Linked DNA regions of Sus scrofa: region 1 is linked to region 2. A link is a contact called in public HiChIP or PLAC-seq data. All regions are on one chromosome and are shown on one strand. Each heading gives the region's core, a stretch centred on a gene start, on an enhancer-like site or on the middle of the called end of the contact. The rest is flanking DNA. Distances are from core to core; before and after follow the strand shown.

Region 1 (5,125 bases), core at 2,264-4,763, 280 kb before region 2:
AATGAATTCACAAGCGTGCTGTGAAGGGAGGGTTCTGTCCGATGAGGACACAGAGGTACGAGAATGAAGCTGCCTCCCCAGGACAGCACCGGCAGTAAGACGCACGCTGGGGCTCTGACCCCGGCGTCCGTGCTCGTCATCACTGCTTCCTGGGGAGGAGGAGAGCGCTGAGAGCCCGGGAGGGCAGAGCTCAGGAGAGGGGCCCGGCAGCTCACCTGTCGTGTGATGAGCCACAGCCTTTGCCAACATGGTCTTCCCGCAGCCGGGCGGGCCGTACATGAGGACGCCTCGGGGAGGGTCGATGCCGATCTGAAGCACAGAGGGGCAGGAGAGGATGAGCCAGGGAGTCCATCGCCACCTCGAGACCCGTGGGGCAGCCTCTCCCTTCTCTGGCGGCTCCAGCTCCTCACCTGCTTGTAGAGCTCGAAGTGTGTAAGCGGGAGCTCCACGGCCTCCCGCACCTCCTGCTTCTGGATGTCCATGCCCCCGATGTCCGCGTACATCACGTCTGGCTTCTGGTCTGGTGGGAGAGAGAGCACAGCTGGGTCCTCAGCCTGGCCCGCAGGGTCCCTTCAGGCCTCCTCGGCCCTGGGCTCCCCCTCACCTGAGGTGAGCATCATGATGCTGCTGTCGGCCTCGGGAGGCAGCACATCCACCAGGGCATTGCTGTGCTTGTGGAGCGCCACCGAGGCATTGGGCTTGAGCAGCTCCCGATCAATGGTGCTCAGGATGCGCACATAGTAGTTGGAGCCTTTGGGAAGAAGACAGGGAGAGGGGAAAATGAGACGTGCCCGAACCTCAACACTGTCCCCTGCCCCTGGCTTCCGGTCTTGCCTCCTCCCTTCCACAGCCCACATGCACATTGACAGCTTCCCTGTCTGTCTACAGCCCTGCCTCTTTCGAGCTCCAACCCTGGGTGACCAGCAGCCTCCTACAATGTCCTCAGGGCATGTCTCACTCCCTGTGTCTCAATGTGTTCTCAGTGACACCTCCCCCCCACCCCGCATGGTGCTGCTCTTTCTAGGACTCTGTCCCTGGGAGGCCAGTGATCCCTAATCGTCACTAGCCAGAGCCCTACGGCCCATCCTGGACCTTTCTCTGCTTCTCTCCACAGCCCATCAGTCACTATGGCCTTCCACCCACCTCCAGAAATGTTTCTCCAGCCAATCCCTCTCTCCTTCCCAAGGACCCTGCCCTGATTCAGCGCCATCCTTTTCATCCAGGTCTCTGCACCAGACTCTGCTCACTGGGCCTCCGGTCCACTTTCTACATTTATGACACGCATCTCTGTCTAGCCTCAGTCTCTCTCCTGACCTTCAGACCTGGCTGTCCAGCAGCCTCCCAGACACCTCCCAGGCAGTGATGTCTCAGACTGCCCTCACCGTCTCCCCACAAACCGCTTTTCTGCCTAAGGCACCATCTCAGGGATCACCCCACTGTCCCCCTCCGTGCTATAGACCAAAGACACAAGCCTCATTTTAGACATCTCCCTCCCTTCACTACCTCACAACCAGCCCATCAGTGCAATTTCATTGCCCAGTCACACACCTTTCCCCACAAGCTTTACAAGAATACGGCTTGGTCTCGAGGAGCAGAGGCCAGAAACAGGAAGAAACAGATCAGACACAGAGACAATGACCATCATGAAGGCAGAGCCTAGATCCATGTTAGCAACAGCAGGTACTGTATACAGAGTCCTTACCAAAGCCCAGTCTCTTAACACATCACCTATGCTTTCAAACTACAGGTCCTAATCCAGTAGTAGTTTACAGAGTCATGATGAGAACAGGGTTGAAAACGAATTAGAGCCTGTCACACATAGTAAGACTAACCATTGTTTGGCCAAACTTTTACTATATGTTATATACACGCACACACACAAAAAGAAAATATGAAACACATTTCCACTCTTGTATCAGATCAAAATACTTTGAAAGACACCATTACACTGTCTTGCCTCGTTTGCCGTGCTAAGTTCCTGGCACATGGTAGGAAACAGTTAACGGCTGTTGCATGGACAGATGAGGAAACAGCCCCTGCCCCCACGCACCTGTGGTGGAGCCCACGATGGCTGTATTCTGATCCACAGCCTCCAGAAACTGCCCGATAACTAGTGGGATGCTTTGGATTCGCTTCACCTCCTCCTGGGCGTGGAGGAATTCCTTCTTCAGGTTCTTTTGCTCATCCTTGATGTACTCCTCCTGCACCTCCAGGAACTCCAGCTCTTGCTGCAGCTTCTGTGAACAGAGAGGAGAGAGGCAGGGTATGGCTCCAGGCCTTGCTGACCCAAGGAGTGGTGAAAGGTGGGGAAAGTATGGGATGCTGGGCCCAGAGCAGTGTCCGGATTGGGTCTGAATTGTACCTTGTAGCGGCTGTACAGGTCCTCCAGGTCCTCAGGCTCAGGCCCCAAGAAGGACAGGCCAGTCTGGGGCCGTGACACAGACAGAGCTGGGATCTCATCCTAGACCATGGAGGGAAACACAGTTTGGAAGAGGGTCCCCTTATGAAAAAATCTAGAGTCCCCTTCCCACTTCAGCATAAAGGCACTTGGCCACTAAATCGATTCTGGAAAGCTCTCAGCCACCTAAACAGGTTCCTGAAGTCATTCAGCTACTAACAAGCCCCTAGGTCAACCAACCTTCCAAACAGGTCTTTTGCTATCATGTCCCCAATGTCACCCAATTCCCAACGAGGGCCTAAATCAACTACTTACTAGACCCCCAATGCCCTCCAGCGCCCCCCACCCCAAAGCAGGTTCCGGCCCTCTCAGTTGACTGTTAAAGTCACCATGACTTCAAACTGTCCTGGAATTATTACTCAGTTACCCCCTAAAGATCCCTCAAGTCACAGAACTCCAACTCACATTAGGCCCCAATGTCATCCAGCTCCCCAGGTAGGCCCCAAATACCATTCGGCCAGACCACAGATACTACTCGGCCCTCAAACAACAGCTAAGCCCCGAATATCAGTCAGCTCCCAGCCCAGCCTCTGCTATCATTCGGCCCCACGGCCAAGGCTCATCACTCATCACCCGACCAATTCCGCCGGGCCACCGATGTCACAGCACTCTCTGCTAAACTTTGGAATTATTCAGTCCCAAAGAACCTCTAATGCCACTCGTTTCCCCAGCCCGCTTTCTGAGCGCTACTGCCCTCCTAACATCACTCAACCACCCGCTCCAGGCCTCGGGACGGCACGAAGCTCTCTACCGAGCCCTTCGAAATCACTCAGACCCAGGCCTGGATCCCGCAAGTCACGCAGCATCCCATGCAGGTCGGCTTCCCCCTCTCCCCGAGAGCCAGACCCCACCGGACCTGAGCTTTCTCCACCAGGATGCCTATCTCCTCCATAGTGACCAAGCCGGCCTCTGTGTGGCCCGGCCTAATCCAGTCACCGCTTCCGCTGACGCCAGCGGAAAGCCAGGACCTGGTGCCTTCTGGGAAACGTAGTTTTAAGACACCACCGAGAGAAGGCTGGAAGGGCCGGACAGGTGGAGGGAAGGGCAAACCTCGTCCTAGGCTCCGCCCCAATATGTGCGCATGCGCACTCGGTTCCTTGCGGGCTCGCGCGCGCTGGGCCCTGGAGCGGTGCGCTTGCGCAATAGCTTGCGGTAACGGGGTCTCGCGCGGGCGCTTCCCGCTTGTGTGTTCTTGCCAACCGAGGAGCGGTTCTCTTTTTTCTCTTTCACTTGAGGAATTTCTCAAGAGGTCTGTTAGAATGTCATGGCCAAGTGCTCTTCTTTCTTATTTAGTGGTCGGGCTGGAGATGCCTTGGGCTGCGGCCGAGGATTGCCTCCTGCGCGGGGGCGGGAAGACCTGGACTGCCCCTGAGAATTAGCCGCGAATCAAGTAGAACCTACGCTTTAGGGCTGGAGAAGGTGAGAGCAGCAGTGCCAGGAGTTTGGTCACGCAGGAGACCTGCAGCTCTACACCAGGCCCTGTGCTTAAGTCTTAGGTGCTTAACTTAATTGAATCTTGACAGACTTTATGTTCCCTTTACAGGGACAGAAACCAGAATGGGGCCCCCATCTGTCTGTTCCCAAAGCCTGTGCTTCAGGCCCTGGGGGTACACCGCTGCTCATCACACCAGCTACAGTTTTGTTCTGCCTTTTTTTTTTTTTTGGCTTTTTGGCTTTTTGGCTTATAGGCCGCAGTTGCGGCATATGGAGGTACCCAGGCTAGGGTCAAATCTGAGCTGTAGCTGCAGCCGGCCTACGCTATTGCCACAGCAACGCGGAATCCCAGCCGCGTCTGCGACTTTTACACCAACGCAGAATCTTTAACGCACTGATTGAGGCCAGGGATCGAACCCGTGTCTTCATGGATGCTAGTCGGGTTTGTTAACCGCTGAGCCAGGACGGGAACTCCAGCTACAGTTTTGTTAAGTAAACTTTGTTCAAGTGTAAGTTCAGAGAAATATAAAGATCATTAGCGTACAGTTCAACGAATTTACACAAAGTGAACACCCCCATATAACCAATCCTTAGACCAAGAAACCAAACATTAGCAGACCACAGAAGCCCTGCGCACTCTCTTTTCTGCCACCCTCATCCCTTCTGAAAGTTATCACTGACCTGATTTCTACCATGGATTACTTTTGTCGGTTTTCAACTCTCTGGGGACCCCATACAGTGTATGCTGTGATTTAGCTTCTTTTACTTAACATTATGTTTGTGCGATAATACTGTATGTAGGGATAGTTCTTTCGTTTTCATTTCTGTATGGTTTCCATTGTGTACCTAAAACTGGATATCTTCCAGTTTGGTTCTATACTACATATGCTTGTACATTTCTTTGGTAAACATGGGAACACATTCAGGAGCAGAATTGCTGGTCAGAGGGCAGGTATGTGTTTAGCTTTAGTAAACGCTGTCGAACTAAACTAACTTACACTCCCACCAATTGAGCATGCATTTGATATTGTCTCTATTTAAAAATTTTTTCCATTCTCCTGGGTGTGTGGTGGGTTGTCACACCAGACACCCTTTTGTATGCTTCTTTTAGCCAGGCAATTTAAACCATGATCTCTGAATCCTTACACCACCCTCAGGGGTAGGTTTGTCTTTTTGTTTTTGTTTTTCCTATTTTGGTTGCCCCATGGCACATGGAGATCCTGGGCCAGGGAT
Region 2 (5,745 bases), core at 1,190-3,689:
GAGAATAATGGAAGGTTTGAGATGGCAGAGGCAGAACCCCATCACACCCAGAAAAGGAATCACCAGGGCCCCGGGAAGAGTAGGCAAAGGTCTCTGCGAGGGAGAGGTTCACCCCAGACCAGAAATGAGCCTGAACAGACCAATCGGGAGGAGACCCACAGGATAGACCCCCGGTAAGTCGTCTGAGTCTCTCTGCTACTCACCTTGGCACCATTTTCATCCACAGAGTTGTTTCCTGCAAGGAAGATAGTGATGAATGAGGACTGAGGCTTGGTCTCCTGGGTTTTAAGGGAGGAAGGGGGCAGGGGGGCTACTCCTGGGTCCTGATGAAGAGGGCTAGAGGCATTGTCTCCTGAGAGAGGAGGGGGCTCTTCGCCAGGATTCTTGGGCCTCTGAGACAAAAAGGGCTGGGGCAGGGCCTTTTGGGTCTCTGAGGAATGAATGAAGGGACTAGGGGAAGGTCTGGGGTTTTGAGTGCTGAGGGAAGAGGTAGCTTAGGAAGTTAGTTCAGGCCTATCCTCCCTCTTCTTCCAACTGACTCCCTGTAGTTTAGGGCAAGAAACAACTAGAAAGAGTAGAACTTTGAGGAGAACAGTGGGAGACCACCCTCATTTCCTAGTTGGCTGCCCTACTGAGGGAGGAGCCAGGGAACACAGATGGGTGAAGTCTTTAGAAGAAACGGGGAGGTTTGTTCTGCAGTAGAACAGAGGGTCGACAAGAAAACTGGTGGACAGGCATATGTCTCTCACCGAAGATATAGACGATGCTCACGGTCCCACCAGCCCCGAGCAGCCCAGCAAGCCAGAGTGCGACTTTTTTGGCATAGCTGGGACCCTCCGAGCTCCTCTGCTGCTGTGGCCCCTGGACCTGGACCTTAGTGCCTGCTCGGCTCCCGATCTCTGCAGTCTGCAATTGAGAGGGGGTAGGTTGGCCAAGAGAGGGGAAAAGTCAGGGTGGTTTGGGTACCCTGAACTGAGAAGAATCAAGGTTGGAAGCCAGAAAGCAGACACCCACATGGCCTCCGGAGTTGTGTTCCTGCCTGGAGCCAAGATTCCAGGGGTTCAAGAGTTGACAGGCTAGGTGCCCAGGATCCTAAAGGCAAAAGATTGGAGACCCTGAAGAGGGGAAAAGCAGGGCAGGGAGATGAGATCAGGGAGTCCGTCTGCACACTGGGATTCCTAAAGCAAGGCAATGAAGGACACACAAGGGGACAGGACGGGGAGTAGGGTCATCCAGATGTCTGGGGCTCAAAGTAGCAGGATATGGAAGGGAAGGGATAGGAGCGAGGCTGGAGGAGCAATAGCTTCTCTGGGGCTTGGAGAAGTAGGGCACGTAAGTGAAAGACCTGGAGATCAGAATGGCTGGGTCTCCGTCAAGATGGAGAGAGGTCAAAATCAGAAGCTCCAACATCTACCTCTCCACCACACCCCTCTCAGGGAAAATACCCTCAAGGCCACGCTGGGACTCGACCTTCCCGGGCCCCTCCCCCTCTAGTATTACCTAGGGCGGCCAAGACGGGAGAACAGGTGACCCCCCCACCCCCACCCCGGGCGCCCACGTGGGGTCCAGAGGAGGTAGGATCCAAAGGACGCACTTGAGCCCCTAAGCATCTAGCCCGGGGAAGCAAGCGCCGCCTACCCGGGGAAGCAGGGAAGAGACCCAAAACGCGGGCGGCGTTCCATTCAGCACCCTGAGGTGCTGTGTCCCAGAGCCTCTGGGCGGCAGCGGCCCGCCTGGAACTCCAGGAAGGAGCCTCCGCACCCGAGGGCCACCCCAGTCCAGCTCACCTGGTCTGGGGCCCGGGGAGGCGCCGTCGCGAGCCTCGCGCACAGCCCCCGCGCGCCTTGCAAGAGCCCGCTCCGCAACCGCAAGAACAGCCCCGCCGAGGCCGCCATCTTGCGCTGACGCCACGAGGCCCCGCCCACTCGTCCCCCCCCCCTCCTCCCCGCCCCGGGCCCGCACCGCAGCCAATAAGGGTGCAGGCGAGAGGCGGGTGGACGGGAGCCCGAGAGAGACAAAAGGCTTCGGGAGCACTGCAGCGGGCGCGCTCACCCCCAGTCACTCTTTTGCCGCCTGGGGCAAGCCAACCAGGAGAGTCAGCCGGCACCACGCCTCCCTCCAGACGGAGGGCGTTCCACCGCCCCTGCCGCAGAACAGGGCAGACACCCGCTGCTCGGAGGTCAAGCTGAGGCCCTAACCGAGGGATCCAGTCTGTGGCTGCTTGATTTGTCCTAACAGCCAAAAGTCAGGAGCGGGCCCCTCCTCCCATGAGCTTCCTATAAACGGTCTGGAAAGACAGTCAGTTTCATATGGAGGCTCAGCGAAAGAGAACAGTCGCCCTGTCTGGTGGGCTTCGAGTATTGAGAGGAAATCCATGAATCAGAGGCTACAGGAGCCACAGTAAATCTCCCTCAAATTATTTTCAAGGGAAAAAGTCATGCTGGTTTTTTTGTTTGTTTGTTTTGTCTGCCTTTTCTAGGGCCGCTTCCGCGGGATATGGAGGTTCCCAGGCTAGGGGTCGAATAGGAGCTGCAGCCGCTGGCCTACACCACAGCCACAGGAACGCGGGATCCGAGCTGCGCCTGCAACCTACACCACAGCTCACGGCAACGCCGGATCCTTAACCCACTGAGCCAGGCCAGGGATCGAACCTGCAAGCTCATGGTACCTAGTCGGATTTGTCAACCACTGCGCCACGACAGGAACTCCAGTCATGCTGTCTATATAGGCTTTTTTTCCTCCTCGCCTGCAGCATGCAAAGGTTCCCAGCCACGGATTGAACTTTGGGATGGTAGAAGCAACCTGAGCCTCAGCAGTGACAACACCGGATCCCTACTTAACCTATTAACTCCGTTATGTAAACTTAAAAGAACACTTAAAGCCACCACACAACATTTAGGGATAAATACTAAGGTAGTAAAAGTACCGATGTTAGGAAAAAGACACAGGATTCAGGGCTGTGATTACCTCTGGAGGAGAATGTACTGGGTGTGCCGCTAAAGTGGATCCTTCCTATCAGGTTCCTAAGCAGAGTGGTGGGGACATGGGTGTTCTTGGTGGATCTTTTTGAACAGCTCAACATTTTAATTTTTTATGGCCACATCCACAGCATACGGAAGTTCCCCAGGCCAGGGAATGAATCCCAGCCACAACTGTAACCCACCCCTAGCTGGGGCAACCCTGGATCCTTTAACGACGGCCACAGCTGGGTACAGATCCCCACCTCTGCAGCGACCCAAGCTGCTACAGTAGGATTCCTAACCCACTGTGCCACAGCGGGAATTCCCTCAACTATCTTATAATACATTTTATATTGCATTTGCAAAAAGACCTGTGACTATCAAATGAGGAAAGTGAAGGAGTCAGGTACTAAGCCCCGTTTGCCACACTGCTCCTCATTCCCATGCCCAAGCTCTTAGACAAGCTACAGCAATGCTGGCATCACTGCTGATGGGCTCAAGAGAAAGGACCATCAAATGCTGCACCATAGGAGGAATCTGTTTCCAATTTAATATTAACCGATTTTTACTTCACTCAAGCATGAGACTCAAGCATAAGACTCAAGCATAAGACGGAACTTTGTCAATTACATGACAAGCTCTGTTCTAATAATCTCTTTCCAACATCTTACACATTCAAGAGCCCTCAGGGTAGGGAGTATCATTTTCTAGATGAGAACACTGAGGTTTATGTAGACAGTAGACTGTTACTTACCTAAGACCACACAAGTAAGTGGGGTCTGCAAATGACCCTCCTCACAAACTGGAACACACGCCCACACACGCCCGACTTTTGACCAAAGAGCTTTTTATTAAAGACCATAACACAAAAGCAAGCCGAGGAAGGTGGGGTACAAGAAGGTGGGGACCCTCCCCCAGACTCTACTCTGATTCCCATGAATAGGGAGGAAGATAGGAACCCATAAATGAAAATAAAAGAAATCCTGAACAATCAGGCTAACCCTGCTCCAGGCCCCAGATCCTGTGTCAGAGCCAAGGGCCAGGGGAGGAAGGAGGGACACTCTCCATCTGCCAGACATGTGCCAGAGTCCACCCTGCCTGTCTCAGGCCTCCAGGAGCTTCCCCAGGAAGCGGAGGTTGAGGATCTTGAGCTGTTCATCAAGGTCCATGCGGACAATGCCATCCTCGCCATCAATGCTCAGCAGGACACCTGTGGCTTCCCGATCCTCACCCAGGATCACCTTCACCTGGGGCGGGGGACACACACACACAAGGTCAGGGTCCGAGGCGCAGCCCAATGCCCCCACGTTCCTTTGTCCTCTCTTACCTTGTTGTTCTTGGTGGGGGTGATGGGCTCCAGGTGCTCACTGGAGATGCTGACAACCTTCTCACTGTCCTTCAGGTACACAGAGCACATGCCTCCCTGGGAGTGGGGACAGCCTGGTCAGCCTGGCCTACTCCCAACAAAGACCCGATACCCACCCTCAGGGGACACAGGATCAGGGTTCATTCTAAGAAGTCACTTTTCCAAGGTGACACAGGAGCAGGAAAGGTCAAAGCTGGGCCCAGTTCAAGACCTGGGGTCTGCAGTCTGCAGGGTGGGGTGATGAGATTAGCAAGGCAAGCACCAACATGAAGCCAACTTAAGCCAACAGGGAGACTGCTTCTCAGGCTCTTGACTCTCTGTGTTCCAAACTGGCCTCAGCTTCCCCCCCACATTTGTTCCTCCTCCTGGGCCGCTGTCTCTCAGGGATGGCCCCACGGTCCCCAGTCAGCAACTTCAACAACCTCCAGCTCTGAGGCCTGCCCATTCAGCCTCCCGAGGATGCTCCCTCCCTCTTCTCCTCCCCCCAGGCCTGCAGTGCAGCTGCACCTCCCCCTGGTCTCCCAGGCCCATCTCACCACACCTAATCCATCTGTGACAGACCAGCACAGCTCTGGTGCCACCACTCCTCCCAGTGCCCTCAGGACACAATCCAAGATCCACAGGCTGGCATGTGACTGGCTCCAGCCACTTCTCTGGCCTCCTCCGTCACCTTCCCCCTTGAGTCTTTATGTTCCAGCCACAATGAAGAGGCTCCACTCCCCAGATAAGCCAGGCCTTCCCTCACCTCCAGGCCTTTGTGCCTGCCCTCTATCTGGAATGCACTCAGCCCTCTCCCCAGCCATTTCCCCTGGCTTACTCCTGTTCATCCTTCAGGTCTCGACACAGATGTCACTTTTTCCAGGAAGCCCTCCCTGACCCCTTCCGAAGTGGGATAAGGTGCCTCCTCTGGGTTCATGCAGTCCTCTTTGCCCTCTGGGCTTCTCACATCCCAGCTCTAGCCACCAGGGCTGTCACTGTCTGGGGACATTATCTCCCCCACTGGAATGTGAGATCTGTGCGGGCAGGGCCTAGAGCTAGCTTTGTCTCTTGGTGTTTAATTAATTCAATATTTACTGAAGAGCCAACAAAGTGCCAGTCACTCATCTAAGAACTGGGGCCACTTAGGAAGAAAATACAGGTTTGGTAATCAAAGAACCACCCTAGGGTCAACTTTAAGCTTTGAGGCAGCAGGTAGGTACCATGAAAAAGAATTGCATGGACCCATAAGAGACAGACCTGAGAAAGCCCAGGTGTTTCCCTGAAGGATGAGGAGTTCACTAGACAAAGAATGAAGGAAAGAGAGTTCTAGACAGAGGAAAGGGATGAGCAAAGGTCCTGAGGCTAGAGAGAACTCAGTGACTGTGAGGAATGCAGGGGGCAGGCGGAGCTGGAGCAGGGAGCACCCAGCCCAAGCCTGCA

Evidence for each region. HiChIP or PLAC-seq counts read pairs in DNA pulled down with a chosen protein or histone mark.
Region 1: a contact with region 2 is called in an H3K27ac HiChIP or PLAC-seq map of alveolar macrophages. The contact joins the promoter of PSMC4 here to the promoter of TIMM50 in region 2. A contact is called at or near these places in 1 of 5 promoter capture datasets (liver), 1 of 47 Hi-C or Micro-C datasets (epiblast stem cells) and 1 of 2 datasets of contacts at active chromatin or transcription factors (alveolar macrophages).

The regions. Positions count from the first base shown.
Region 1 is chr6:48,404,625-48,409,749 of Sscrofa11.1, reverse strand. PSMC4 (26S protease regulatory subunit 6B) reads right to left here and starts at 3,513. Exons shown (of 11, transcript XM_021094383.1): 1 at 3,315-3,513; 2 at 2,363-2,461; 3 at 2,051-2,237; 4 at 605-751; 5 at 411-520; 6 at 216-309. The coding sequence starts at 3,350.
Region 2 is chr6:48,123,164-48,128,908 of Sscrofa11.1, reverse strand. TIMM50 (mitochondrial import inner membrane translocase subunit TIM50) reads right to left here and starts at 2,439. Exons shown (of 13, transcript XM_021097543.1): 1 at 2,391-2,439; 2 at 1,948-2,073; 3 at 1,788-1,945; 4 at 750-906; 5 at 204-235. The coding sequence starts at 2,439. SUPT5H (transcription elongation factor SPT5) reads right to left here. Exons shown (of 32, transcript XM_005655822.3): 31 at 4,288-4,383; 32 at 3,789-4,207. The coding sequence ends at 4,064.